2 separate regions of the Drosophila melanogaster genome follow, and region 1 is linked to region 2. The links are chromatin contacts, called in public HiChIP or PLAC-seq maps. All regions are on one chromosome and are shown on one strand. The core of a region is the stretch at or near the end of the contact, and the rest is flanking DNA. Distances in the headings are between cores, read along the strand shown. Region 1 holds the start of mfas (midline fasciclin). Region 2 holds the start of Lk6 (Lk6 kinase).

Evidence for each region. HiChIP or PLAC-seq counts read pairs in DNA pulled down with a chosen protein or histone mark.
Region 1: a contact with region 2 is called in a CP190 HiChIP or PLAC-seq map of the Kc167 cell line, with 4 times the contacts expected there. The contact joins the promoter of mfas here to the promoter of Lk6 in region 2. A contact is called at or near these places in 1 of 107 Hi-C or Micro-C datasets (the S2 cell line) and 2 of 6 datasets of contacts at active chromatin or transcription factors (both in the Kc167 cell line).

What each region holds. Positions count from the first base shown.
Region 1 is chr3R:11,990,818-11,996,696 of dm6, forward strand. mfas (midline fasciclin) reads right to left here and starts at 2,498. Exons shown (of 10, transcript NM_176478.1): 1 at 2,432-2,498; 2 at 1,925-2,035; 3 at 1,255-1,326. The coding sequence starts at 1,995. It overlaps Tk (Tachykinin), which reads right to left. Exons shown (of 4, transcript NM_001275564.2): 2 at 4,555-5,246; 3 at 4,147-4,375; 4 at 3,358-3,938. The coding sequence starts at 5,205. The coding sequence ends at 3,925.
Region 2 is chr3R:11,760,030-11,766,193 of dm6, forward strand. Lk6 (Lk6 kinase) reads right to left here and starts at 4,428. Exons shown (of 6, transcript NM_143729.3): 1 at 3,455-4,428. The coding sequence starts at 3,617. It overlaps l(3)neo38 (lethal (3) neo38), which reads right to left. Exons shown (of 6, transcript NM_001043243.3): 6 at 5,009-6,164.

The sequences.
Region 1 (5,879 bases), core at 1,248-3,747, 230 kb after region 2:
CTTCATCTTAAAAATTGTGCAAAAATATAATATCAACTGTATGTTGTTTGATAAGATATTAAATATATCCATTTAGCAGTAATTCAATGACTAAGTACTTTGTGAAAGATTAATGAATGTGTGAAGTATTTGTTTTGTGATCATGGTATTCAAGACTACTTGGAATATTTGTAGACTGCGTATCCAATCTGTGAATCGAATATAATTTGCAAACAAACTAAATTCTGTTCGCTTGAAGCCAGAGCGAAAGTCATTGGCCACAGAAATTTCCAGGGAAATGTTTACGTCGAGGGCAGAGATGGATCCAACCAAATGGCTGCCTGATTTAATTTAAGCGCAGCCGTGACAGGCAGAATAAAAAAAAACATTCTGTGAGCGTTAAAGGGGGAACCAAATTGTGGGCGACCCAATTCGAGGGCAGATTATAGAGTTTGCGGAGACATTCTTTTGCCGGCGCATTACCCATTACCCACAATATGCCACTTAATGCCGTGTCAAATGTCAATTGCTCTCAGGGCCAAAACTGTTCGAGATTTGTGTGCCAAAGATGAGCCCTGCGGCGGCTTGAACCCAAAGGTGGCAAAGTCAGCCAAGTGTGGAGCGAACGGAGAAGATCGGTGGAAGAAGATGTGGATCTTGGTTGCCCAAGTCCCGCGGTGTTGCCCCACTTTGGTTGCACATTGTTCTCTTGCGATGCAGTATCTTTCGCAAAAAAGGGGGAAAAAAATAATAAAAGCCAAAGACTCAGATCGTGGCCTTTGCACATTTCCAATGGCGGCAAAGAACCCAGTTCGATGCGGATTTATTGGCAGACAATCTCTGCGACTCAACAATTTCAGTTTAAGGTTTATCAATTGAGGTCAATACTCGGCGGGCTTTTGGACTTTCTTTCCGGGGGAACTTTTCGCTCTTTCAGCGCCTTCGCTACCATAAACATTTCGGTCAACTTTATTTGCAGTTTCGTTTAGCGGGCGAAAAGTTTCTCCAAGAACAAACAGGGCTCGGTGCCTCGTTGGGCTTGAAAATGTCATAAAAAACACTGAACCCGGTATTAGCCAACTTTTATGTGGTGTCAGTGGGCCCAGCGGAACCCGTGAGTGAAAAAAATATTGAAACTGTTTAAGCATTTTTAAGTTGTTTAACATGTAAACCTCGTCGGTATGTTTGCTTTGTTAAGTAGTTGTAAATGAGCAAATCTACTGGGAAATGTTGGGGACTCAACAGCTGGGCTAACTACGTTTACTTATAGTTCACCTGGAGTTATCTGAGGACTCGTGTGTGGAATCCGAGGAGTCATCGAATTCGGCAACCTCTTCAGAACTTGAACTGGAATTCAACATTTCGTTTATTGGGACAGATTTAAAAGGTCGGGCGGATGGGAAAAATCTACTAGGGTTAGTTCTATGGGACTTAAGCACTTAATATTAACGATTATTTGGAAACTTTACCAATTGGTCTTCAAAAATATATTTGAAAGCGTTATTGTAAAACTTCAATAATGGCAAAATACTTGTTTTTTAACTCGTGGCTTACATTAATATTGTTATAAACATTGTTATGGATGGTATCAAACGTTTCAATTTAGATCTAATTTTGTATTTCTTTCAAAGTGTTTTTTTTTTTTTAATTTTTTTCCGTTTTTAGTTATTTGGGATGCGCTTGTTAGGTAAAATTTTGTTCCAATGATTCTATGAAATTGTATATGTTTAATTAGAGAAGTATTTCAATTTTGTGGGTCCCAGGCATTCCTGGCATTTCAATTGTGTTCCGATAACATAAAACATTTAGTTCATGCCTTATCAGAAGATGTCGATGTACATATGTTAACCATTTAGCCCGCAACGCAAACAACTCAAACTACGTGAAATGTGCATGAAACGAACGCTACTACACAGCACGAAAAACTTGTCGGATTGATACTCACTCGCCGTAGAATGGAACCGCCTGGATCTGGATTGATCCCAGGAGGAGCAGGCAGGCCCACAGCCGTAGCATGTTTGGTATCACAATTTTAATCTGGAGCCTCGGTTGGGAGCTAAGTAAATGAACGAGACAAGCTGAAAGTTGCTGTAATCAAGGGAATGGCTGAAGCTGGCTGAATGGCTGGTTGGATTCGAGAAATTTCACCGCGATGGATGGAAAAACAGCTGAGAAACCGAAGAAATACAGGTTTTCCACGCAGCGCTGCACTCGCGTATGTAGGTGACTGATTTTGGGAGTGAGAGCGACGGTCGACGAAGAAAATTTTCCACTGTCTTCACGCATTAATTGTAAATATGCTACGGATAGACGACATATACCGCCTGTCACTCACTTGTAATTATTGTCAATTGTCTTGTTTTTACAAAAATTGGCACACACTCAATTATCAAATGTCTCTGGCTCCTTTTACTGCAGTTAATCGTAAAAAAGGGGCACTTGTGGCACTCACGAAAGTTGTTATATGTTGCTTGATCCGACGATGTTGCCGCTTCAAGTCGCAGTTTAAAACTAACTGCCCAAGAACGTCGAGCATCTGGTATTTATAAGCTGCTCTGCCGCAGTCGCCGTCGATTCCTCTGCCGCGATATCAACGCATGTAGTGATCATGGGAGCTTTGGGAGAACAGAGAGAACTTTTGGGGACGCTGTGAAATCGGTAATAGCTCTATATATGTATGTATGTGTGTATTTACATATGTATATGCAAATAGTGCGGGTGGCAGGAGGTTCGTACAAATTGTGAAAGTGCCAGCTATTAACACTTCATAGAGAAGCGAGCGAAACGAAGCACTTTTATTAATCATAGTACATTTCACTCAAAATACTGTAGAATTTGGGATACAAAACCCAAACTAAAACGGTGTAGAATCTGAAGAATATATCCTATAATATAGGACTCATATCATTTCAGACTTTGGCTTGGCGAGCATTTCAAACTACTTATTCATTTCGAGTATTTTCAATTTCCTAGAATCATTTTCTGTTTAAACTGCACCTAGAGCGTTTCTGGCAATGTCCTACCTGTATTTGCTAGCCAGGTGTAGTGCGCACTTGGAATTTCCGATATTCCCGTAACCTCTAACACCCATCAATCACTGTGGTGTCTGGTCGGTTCCGCCTTATTAGGAGTCTCCTCATATTTTGAAACTGTTCCGATCGGTTTTTATTGTTTTGTATAAACAAGATGTCAGCTTGTAGCTACATGTGTAGATGAAATTGAATTTCTTGGAACTGTTAGAAGACTTTATAATGTGTTCTTATATTTGATTGCTCATTGTTTTGATTTTAGTCAATATTAGATGCCCGTTTTTTACTTATTACCAAAGTCAAGCAAAGTATGTTGTTATTGAAAAACCATGAAAAATCGTAATCATCCGTTTCTGAAATAAATATTTATTCATTATTTACAATATTTATTTGTGCTATTAATGTAGGTGTATATATATTTTGTATACGTAGATGTACCACAACTGAAATGTATCTTTAAGTATATTCGTTTTAAATATATTTGTTTTAAATAAATAATTACTTTCCCACTTTTCTGTTTATCTTGTGCATTTGAACTTCTTCTAGTTTAATTTTCATCATAATTTTGATTAAAAGTTTACACTTAGATATGCAAATAGTACAATTGAATCCACACACTCATCGAAGCATCTCATTCAATTTCAAATAAATTCCCAATAAATTATTCGCAAGTCTCGTTATACATTAAGCTGAAATTTTGTGTCGACAAACAGAGCAAATTCTTAGCCGTGTGTTTTTTGTGTGTCCGTGTTTGAAATAATCTCCAGCCCAGTGATTATTTAAAACACTCATGTGATCCATTTTCTGTTTCCAAATCTGCTCTCCCGGTCCCCTGTGTCCATCTACTTTCGCATTTCCTAGTTTTGTAGCTCTAAGAGGAACTTCCATCAAGATCTATCAAATCGCTCAACATCGCCTACTCGAAAAGTGCTGTGTCGATGAAAGGAAGAGAATAATCAAAATCTATAATTAATTGGGTATAAAATTGGGTTTCCCCCCATTGGCGAGCAATAAATAATAAATGTATTAATTTAAAACTTTATTCAGCTTCCTTAATAATAGGTTGCCACCTTAAGCTTGAAATACAACAGCTTTTTAACCAAATACATTTTGGTTAAATGAATTTGTGAATATGTACCTGGCCGTTTGCCTCGCATTCCCAGGAATCCGTTGGGCGCTCGCTTTTCTCCCCACAGGTAGAGCCATGGATGCACCAGAGCTTGCTCATGATCGTCACCAATCCCGACTCCGTTGCCCTCCAGATCGCTCTTCTTGCCACGCACCGCCACAAATTTGCTGTTGAAGTCGGCGAAGCGCTGCTGTTTTCCTCTCAAGTCATAGGACTTTTTAAAAAAAGTGTGCCAGAACTGGGGTCGATTAGATCTTCACATATGTATAGATATGCAATTCAATGGTTTCTTTTATGTATTATTCAAAAAAAGACTAACACTCTGATTTGCAATGGGGTTTTAGTGTTTTAATAAGCGCATCAAGAGAAACCACTGTACTTGCCACCAACAACTAACTGCAAGGTAAGTCGACTTACATCGGAGAGAGCTGCACGCTTGTAGTGCTGGTGGGAGACGTCCTTCTTGCCGCGCATCCCCACAAAGGAATTGACCGGCGCCCGCTTTTGTTGCAGCTCCGTGGCCTCGTCCGCCTCCGCGTCATCGTCCCCGGCCAGCAGGGCGGGTCGCTTACCTCGCATGCCCGTGAACCCGGTGGGCGCTCTCTTGCCCACCGCGGAGCCATCACGCCCAGCCACGCGATCGAAGAAGTCCTGCAGCAGGCTATCCCGCAGGCGCTCCTCCTCCAGGCTCTGCAGGACATCGGACAGGCGGTTGTTGATTGGGATGAATTTCTTGCCACGCAGGCCAACAAAGGCCAGCGGTGCCTTCTTCAGTCGCCGCCCGTTCTCCGCGTAGCTGCTGTCCGCCTCCTCGTCGGCGTAATCCAGCGGATCGGGTCCCGATCCCAGCCAGTTACCCTCCGAGGTGTCGTGCTCCTCGTCCTTCTTGCCGCGCATCCCAATGAAGCTGGACGTGGGCGCCCGCTTTACCACCCGACGCGGCTCTTCGGCGCCGGGCGTCAGCGGGCTGCCGGAGGACTCCGTCTCCGTGTCCGCCGCACTCGATGGTGCCGTCAGCAGGAGCAGCAGCAGCAGCGCCAGCGCTATCAAACCGCTCAGAGGGCGCATTGGATGTGGCGAGCTTTTAGGCGGGCGTGGAAATCGATGCGCTGCTGGAAAAGCGAAATTGGGGAGAAAATCGATGATTTATTACAATGTGTAATTAGGAAATAATGTTAATGTCAGATAAATATCTAGATATTTTATTACATATTATCACAACTAAATGTTGATACATCTTCATTTTTAGCTGGAAAATAGTTACATAGGGTATTAAAAAGGGCTTATAACTACAGAAGAGGTTAAATATAATCACTCTGCCACATTTTTATTTATGTCAATTTAATTTGACTCTACTCAGCTGTTTTATATAAATTAAATGAATTTAGCTTGTTTATAAATACTTAGTAATATTTTCTACCTCACATATGCAATTACAGAAATACAAAAATTACTACAGATATTATAAAGAAAACGCGTATGAAGTGTGTAACCCTTTAAAAATGTTTTCCATTTCATTTCCTGCTTTGTTTGTTTTGATTTTCCTTTTTTATTTTTTTTTGCTATTCGCATATACTTGCTTTAGTGCACTTAGACTCGCAAATTCCCCGCGGCGGCGTCTACTTGACCTTTTTGTACTCGTGTTCTACGGTTCGCGGAGTGGTGTGAATAGGTTAAGGAGCTTGGTGGGAAACAGAATGGTTTCCAACATACACACTTATGCAACATTGTATTTGAGAAAA
Region 2 (6,164 bases), core at 3,178-5,677:
ACGGACAAATCTTTGCGGACCTACGTCGCGCGGCGCCAACGAGGAAAGAATCGAATTCAAACACGCGCCCGCTTTCGGGGGAGCGACAAAAACTGAAAACCAAACTACCGCGGTGCGCGAAGAGCGAAAAAAGAGCGGTGGGCGGCGAGCGAAGAGAGCGGCCGAAACGAGAGCGAGAGTTGTAACAAATAGATATGTATGTATATGTTTATAATGCGCTGTTTGCAAGGGTAGCGATAAACATACTTTGTACATACATATGTACAAGCATAGATATGTACGTAGTTAGAAGCCTGCTCAATAATTGCGAGTGTCGTTCGTCATAGGACAACAAAAACAATAAGTCAATCTTTTTGCTTACACTCAAATTAAAAAAGCAGCCCGGAAGAGAAACGCCTCTGGTTGCAAAAATCCGGTTTCAAATCGAATGCACAACAATTACCGGCCATGTCAATTCATCGAGTCAAGTTAGTTGGTCGATACAAACTCATATTTGCTGAGATCTCGATGGCAAAGAGAAAACATTAGCTATGTGTTTGCCGATCGAGTTCTTGTCTTTCGAGGGGTGTAAATATTGACACACTAGTTTAGGCCAGATTAAGGAGGTAACCGATACTGATACCTGTACCTCCACCGATACCTGTGTTATCACACAACCTGGCCAATAAGCCCACGCACACCAACGCATCGGCGGCGGAAAGAGAGCGGCGATAAAGCCACATCATATTGGACACAGAACCAGTTTTGACAAAAAGTCGCTTTGTGGTTGTGTCCGACACGCCGCAAGCAAAACAAAAACAGCAACAGGAAAAACAATAACAAAGCGACAAACCGAGAAGCGGTCGAAAGAGAGAGACTAAAGTTTAAGAGAGCGGCACAGGAAGAGACCGGTGCGGGAGAGCGTTACATGATGCAATTAAGTTCTTGTAAAAAGAGAGTACACAGGAAGAAATATGGTTGTGGCATATGATTGATTTTTAACGGTTAGAGCATAGTTTTACAGTGGCACATAAACTAAACGTATTTCACTGAACAGCCTAATGTTTTCATATTTAGCTAATTTGAAGTAAACAAGTTATTTTTCTTTCAGTGCAGAGAGAGCCCTGTTTCATTGTTTTTGTACGTTTTGGAGTGTGAGAGCGCGATGCCCGAGAAAATGTCGTGAAAGACGTGGAGCAGAGGTGCGAGGGAGAGAGACAGACTCCAACACCAATGCCAATGCATACCAATGAAGGTGGTGTGATGTGCGCGAGTTCTGTTTAAAAGCAAACAAGTGGAAAGGGCAAACAGCAAAACAAAAACTACATTTAACTTGCTTTGTTTTCGTTTTGCACAGTAAACAACACATATGCCTCAGCTGACGTTTTTTCCACTGCGGCATTGCCACAGCTAAAAAATAAATTTCTCTCTCAGGGCTTTTGCGCAAACGAGCAAGGGAGACAGAGATATATTGGGCTGATTTCATGAATCGGAGGAGGCTGCACGTAGGCACCACTAGATGTCCTCCTATCGATAGGCCTCGATAGAATGAAAAACTTCTCGATAATTATGGAAAATTATTATGGATCGTTGGGGGGAAAACAAGTTTCCAGCTGGTGGGCTCCAATTGACAGCGTTTTGCACTCAGTTGATTGCAGCTGCAAAATCCACTCCAGCACAACTCCTAATGGGCGCACACATTTTATATGTGTGGGAGGCCAAGCAACGAACGTCACACCAAGTGCAATAAACGTCATGAAGGTTATAATCGTAGTTTGTTCACATTTCGCCGCGTTCGCTGCATTTTGGGCACGAATACGCATTTGAACACGAGTGTCAGTGCATTACGCTCAATCGATCAGCCATCATGAGTCATTTTCCATTTCCATAACTGCCTGCACACGCTCAATTTCAATTTCTCGGTCTCGGCTAGCTGGCACAGATACTAGTGCCGTCTCTCTCACTTCGCCGGCAGCTTTGGTGGTGTTGGTGGAATGGCAGGGAAAAGGAATACCCTTTTGTGCTTGGAATCTAGTATTGCTTAAATTGATAATCATATTATGCGAATTTATACCAGTCAACTGGTCTAATTACAAAGGGTAACTATTGGTGCTGAAATCTACATATGTATGTGTGAATATATTCCTATTGTACAGCAGTTTACCCATATGGATTTCATGATTTTTCAAAGCAGCTCACTTATGCCCGATTTTATAGGATATTAGTGGAATTAGTGGATGTCAGTGGTCCAACCCAACCGTATCTAGCATATTTACACAACAATCTGTCCTGTTTCATAAGATTATCTTTGATAAACACAAAGTATGGACTATAATCACTATCTAAACGAAAACAACAAACTTCTAGTTTAACCTCCAGTTAGAATATGACTAATTAGTGGATTTAGTTGATCTTTGTCATTGTTATTTTATAGCATATATCAAATCCCACATATAATTAAGAACTTGTGTACAATAATAACACCCCCAGTGATGGTTATAAAGTCCAGATGCTGGAATACCCCTAAAATTAGGGCACATACACACTTATATTCAGCTTAATGGCCCCAGTCGAATGATGCAATGGGGTTCTCTTGGCGAAACAAAACAACTGTAAACACCACACAGACTGTGCGGGGTGGGTGAAGGGAAGCGGAGTGGGTGGTGGGGTTGGGCGCCGGCAGGCAGACAGCATGCATGTTCTCGAACATCGTGTGACGTCAAGGAAATACACTGCGGCACCCGGTGCGCAACGTGGCCCAGTCAGTCAATGCTCCCTAGTTCGTTCGATTGATTAGCAAGGGTAAACGAAACGAAAGTGCTGCCTGGCCCAGCTTTGCCGATAACTGACTAGAAATCCACTGAATGAAAGCGTAGGAGCAATGGTCGGGTCTTTTCTCTGATTGGTAGTCAGTCCCCACCCAATGACAAGCAGAATAATACATACATATGGTTAGGAACTTTAGAGGAAGTATAACTTCCGATACAAAATATTACATTAACGTATATCTTTTTTTTACCATTGCATTTTAGCAGAAATATCCTACAAATCGTATTTTATAGGTACAACTTTAAGAAGCAAAGAACGTTTGTCACATTCTCAAAATAATAATTATATGCTTAAATAAGGCTTTTGTTTTCTTTTGGCATGCAAATAACTGTTGCCTACGAAATATACTTTATATTTAGGCAATACAACAATATTACGACAGAGATACAGGTGAATTTCCAATAGGTAGAAGTTCAAATTTATACGAAAGAGCTGCCAAATTCACAGTCAGAGCAAATATTTGCAATTATTTCATCATTCTGTTAACATGTTGTCTAGTTAAAATTAAACTGGTGACACACGAAGCGCAAATATGCGAAATCTCTTCAGAAGGTTTCCAAAATATATCTCATGCATCACAGTTTGCTTCTCAGCTATGGGAATTTAGTGTCAAACTCCCAGAGTTCTAGAAACTCAAATTGCTCACCTGACTGACTCTGGCTGCAGCTGTTGTCCGTGTTGCTGCAGGAAATGCCGCTGCCACTCCGGATGCCGCTGTCCCCAGATCCACGGGGGTGGTTGTTGTTATTGTTGTTGCTTGCTTTCGCAGCAGCGGCAGAAGCAGCTGTCCCGGACTTGGGCTCCACCATGTTGTTGCTGTTGTTGTTACTGTACGGTGCTCCTGGACGCGATTAGAGTGAGACAGGCAGAGTGCTTACAAGCTGGAAAAAGGGTTTACGGTGCAACAAATGAGCAGCAGTTTTTCTCAGTCTCTCGTGCTCTTTCCTCTCTTCTCGTTCAGTTCATTCAAAATCAAAATGGTGGCCGCCTATGGGATTTTTGTGTTTTTAATACAATGCGGCGGTTGATGAAAAAACTGATTCAATTCTGCTGCAGATGCTCCTCTCTCTCTCTCTCTCTATCTATCGCTCTCCGCTGTTTATTTATTCTTGGTTTGGTGGTTGAGTCGTCGTTGGTGTGGCTGCTGTTGTTGTTGTAATCGATGGCTGCTGCTGATTTCTCTCATCACACAGGCGAAAAAAGCTCAAGCAAAAAATGGGGTTTATCTATTTGCACCGCTTTTTTCGGTTATCTGCGATATTTTTTGTTTTTTTCTTCGGGTATTGCGATTTTTGCGTTTCACCTCTTCTTTGTGGGCTTGGTGCAGTAGTGCTGTTGCTGTGGTTGTTGCTCTTGTAGTTGTTGGTGAGATGGTTGTTGTAGTGATGGAGGCGTTAATTTAGTTCTATTTTATTTTCCGGAGCTGCTGGAGATGGCTGGTGTGGCGGTGGAGTTGGTCGTTAAAATTTCCTCTGCTGATTACAACACAAAAAAAATCGCTGAATAGCGGACAAAAGCCGTTTTCTTTGCGTATTTCGCTTTAAGTTTCCTTCCCAGCTACCGATCCATTTTCAAAGTTCGAATGATTCCGACGAATGACGACGAATTCATCCGTGTGGCCGGAGGTACCATTTTGGTAGGACCGTTTTTCGGGCCAACGAAAATACCACAAGACGGCAGCGACACTAGGGTTTTTTGCTTCAAATGTAGTATGGCTACGCAACTCACATATGGTTGAGAACTTCGCTGTTTATTTGGTGGTTAAACTAGCTAAATACAATAAGAGTGGCAACGCCGTCACGTTTTCTACATGTATTTTACTTGGCGTAGTGCGCCAAGCTTATAAACCACAGTTGGGCGGTTCTTTTGAATTGTTTAATTTACACCCCACTATGAAACTTATTAGCCTTCTTTATTTATTTTATATTTTATTTTTGGGAAGAATACGTTTACTCAAGGTTCGCAGCTTGTCAATCAGTATTCGCAAATATCAATAATAAAAGGCATCAATTTTCCAATCAGCAGTTGAAAAGAACTCCCCTCGACATTTGAACAAAATGCATTTTTGGGTGATTATAATTTATTAGAATTTTTATTGACTTAAGGTAAATATAAATAAAATATTATTCAAGTACAAAGTTATATATACTCATTAATATTATTTGATTCAAGTAAATATATTTCAAAGTGGCGGTGTTTTATTATATCATTTTTCAATTAAGTACAATTTACTGTTCCTGCTCTATTTCTATGGGTTCGCAGAGAGTCCAAAAGTACTCTTAACACTCGGTCCTGTAAGGTGTGTATAATTTTCGGGCAGGCCATTTTCGGATTTGGCCCGACCGGAAAATATTGCGAGCCATTGACGACGCACCTGCAAGTTTTAAACCTGGCTTATTGACTCGTGATTTCCTCGTCTTTGAGACCCGGGGATCGAGTACTTGTGGGTACTTTGCGAACCCGGACTTCAAACCTTGCCCATGCAACAATTGTATCTTTGTGTAGTTTACGTTTAATCAATGAATTTGGATCACAAACAGTAAATACGTCTTTAACGATAATTGCAGTTGAATTAAACATATTAAGATAAGGGTAGTGGGGTGGGGGTACCTTTGTTTTAATTATAAAAATATTATATCTGCATTTTACATGTTTTTGTTTCGCTACTATCGTTTTTGCTCGAAATTACATAAGTCCAGCCTTAAAACAAGTAATTTTCGTCACCAATCGCATTCGCGCACGCTCCATTATCCATAACACTCGGTTTCGTCATCAATTCAATTCAATTCAATTTTGCATTTAAACGCTACGTTGCCTTAACTTCAGTCCTTTCGCAGAAAATCTAACCCTTAAATGTATTTAGCTCTTCGCCCGTCGATCCTTTTTCTTCCCTCCTTCCTTCCTTCACATCCCCCGCATGCTGCAGACACTAAACATAAATTCAATACGTACAGTTTCAAATTGGATGCGCGGCATCGTATCGTCGTTTAATGTAAAAGGTGTAATGCTACGCGCCCTTTTCGTCTGATCCTTGCCCTAAATGCCATCCTAGGGTATTAATCCATCCACCTCTAACTACAATTTAACTTCTCTTTGGCCGCAAACCCCCCGCATTACTTATTTAGCTCCTGTAAATATGAACTGCTTATGTTTCGCTTACGCTCCTTCGATCATTTTTGTGTTTGCTTTTGTTTTTGTGTTTATAATTTATTTAAATGCACTAAAAGTTGCACGGACCGTTTGCCAGCAGCCTGTGAAGTCGATCGTCGTCGGTTCGGCTGTGTTGCGATCTAGATCTATCCTGTAATTGTCGATTTTATACCTTCGATAAGCCAATGAAGTGTGAGAAAATATGT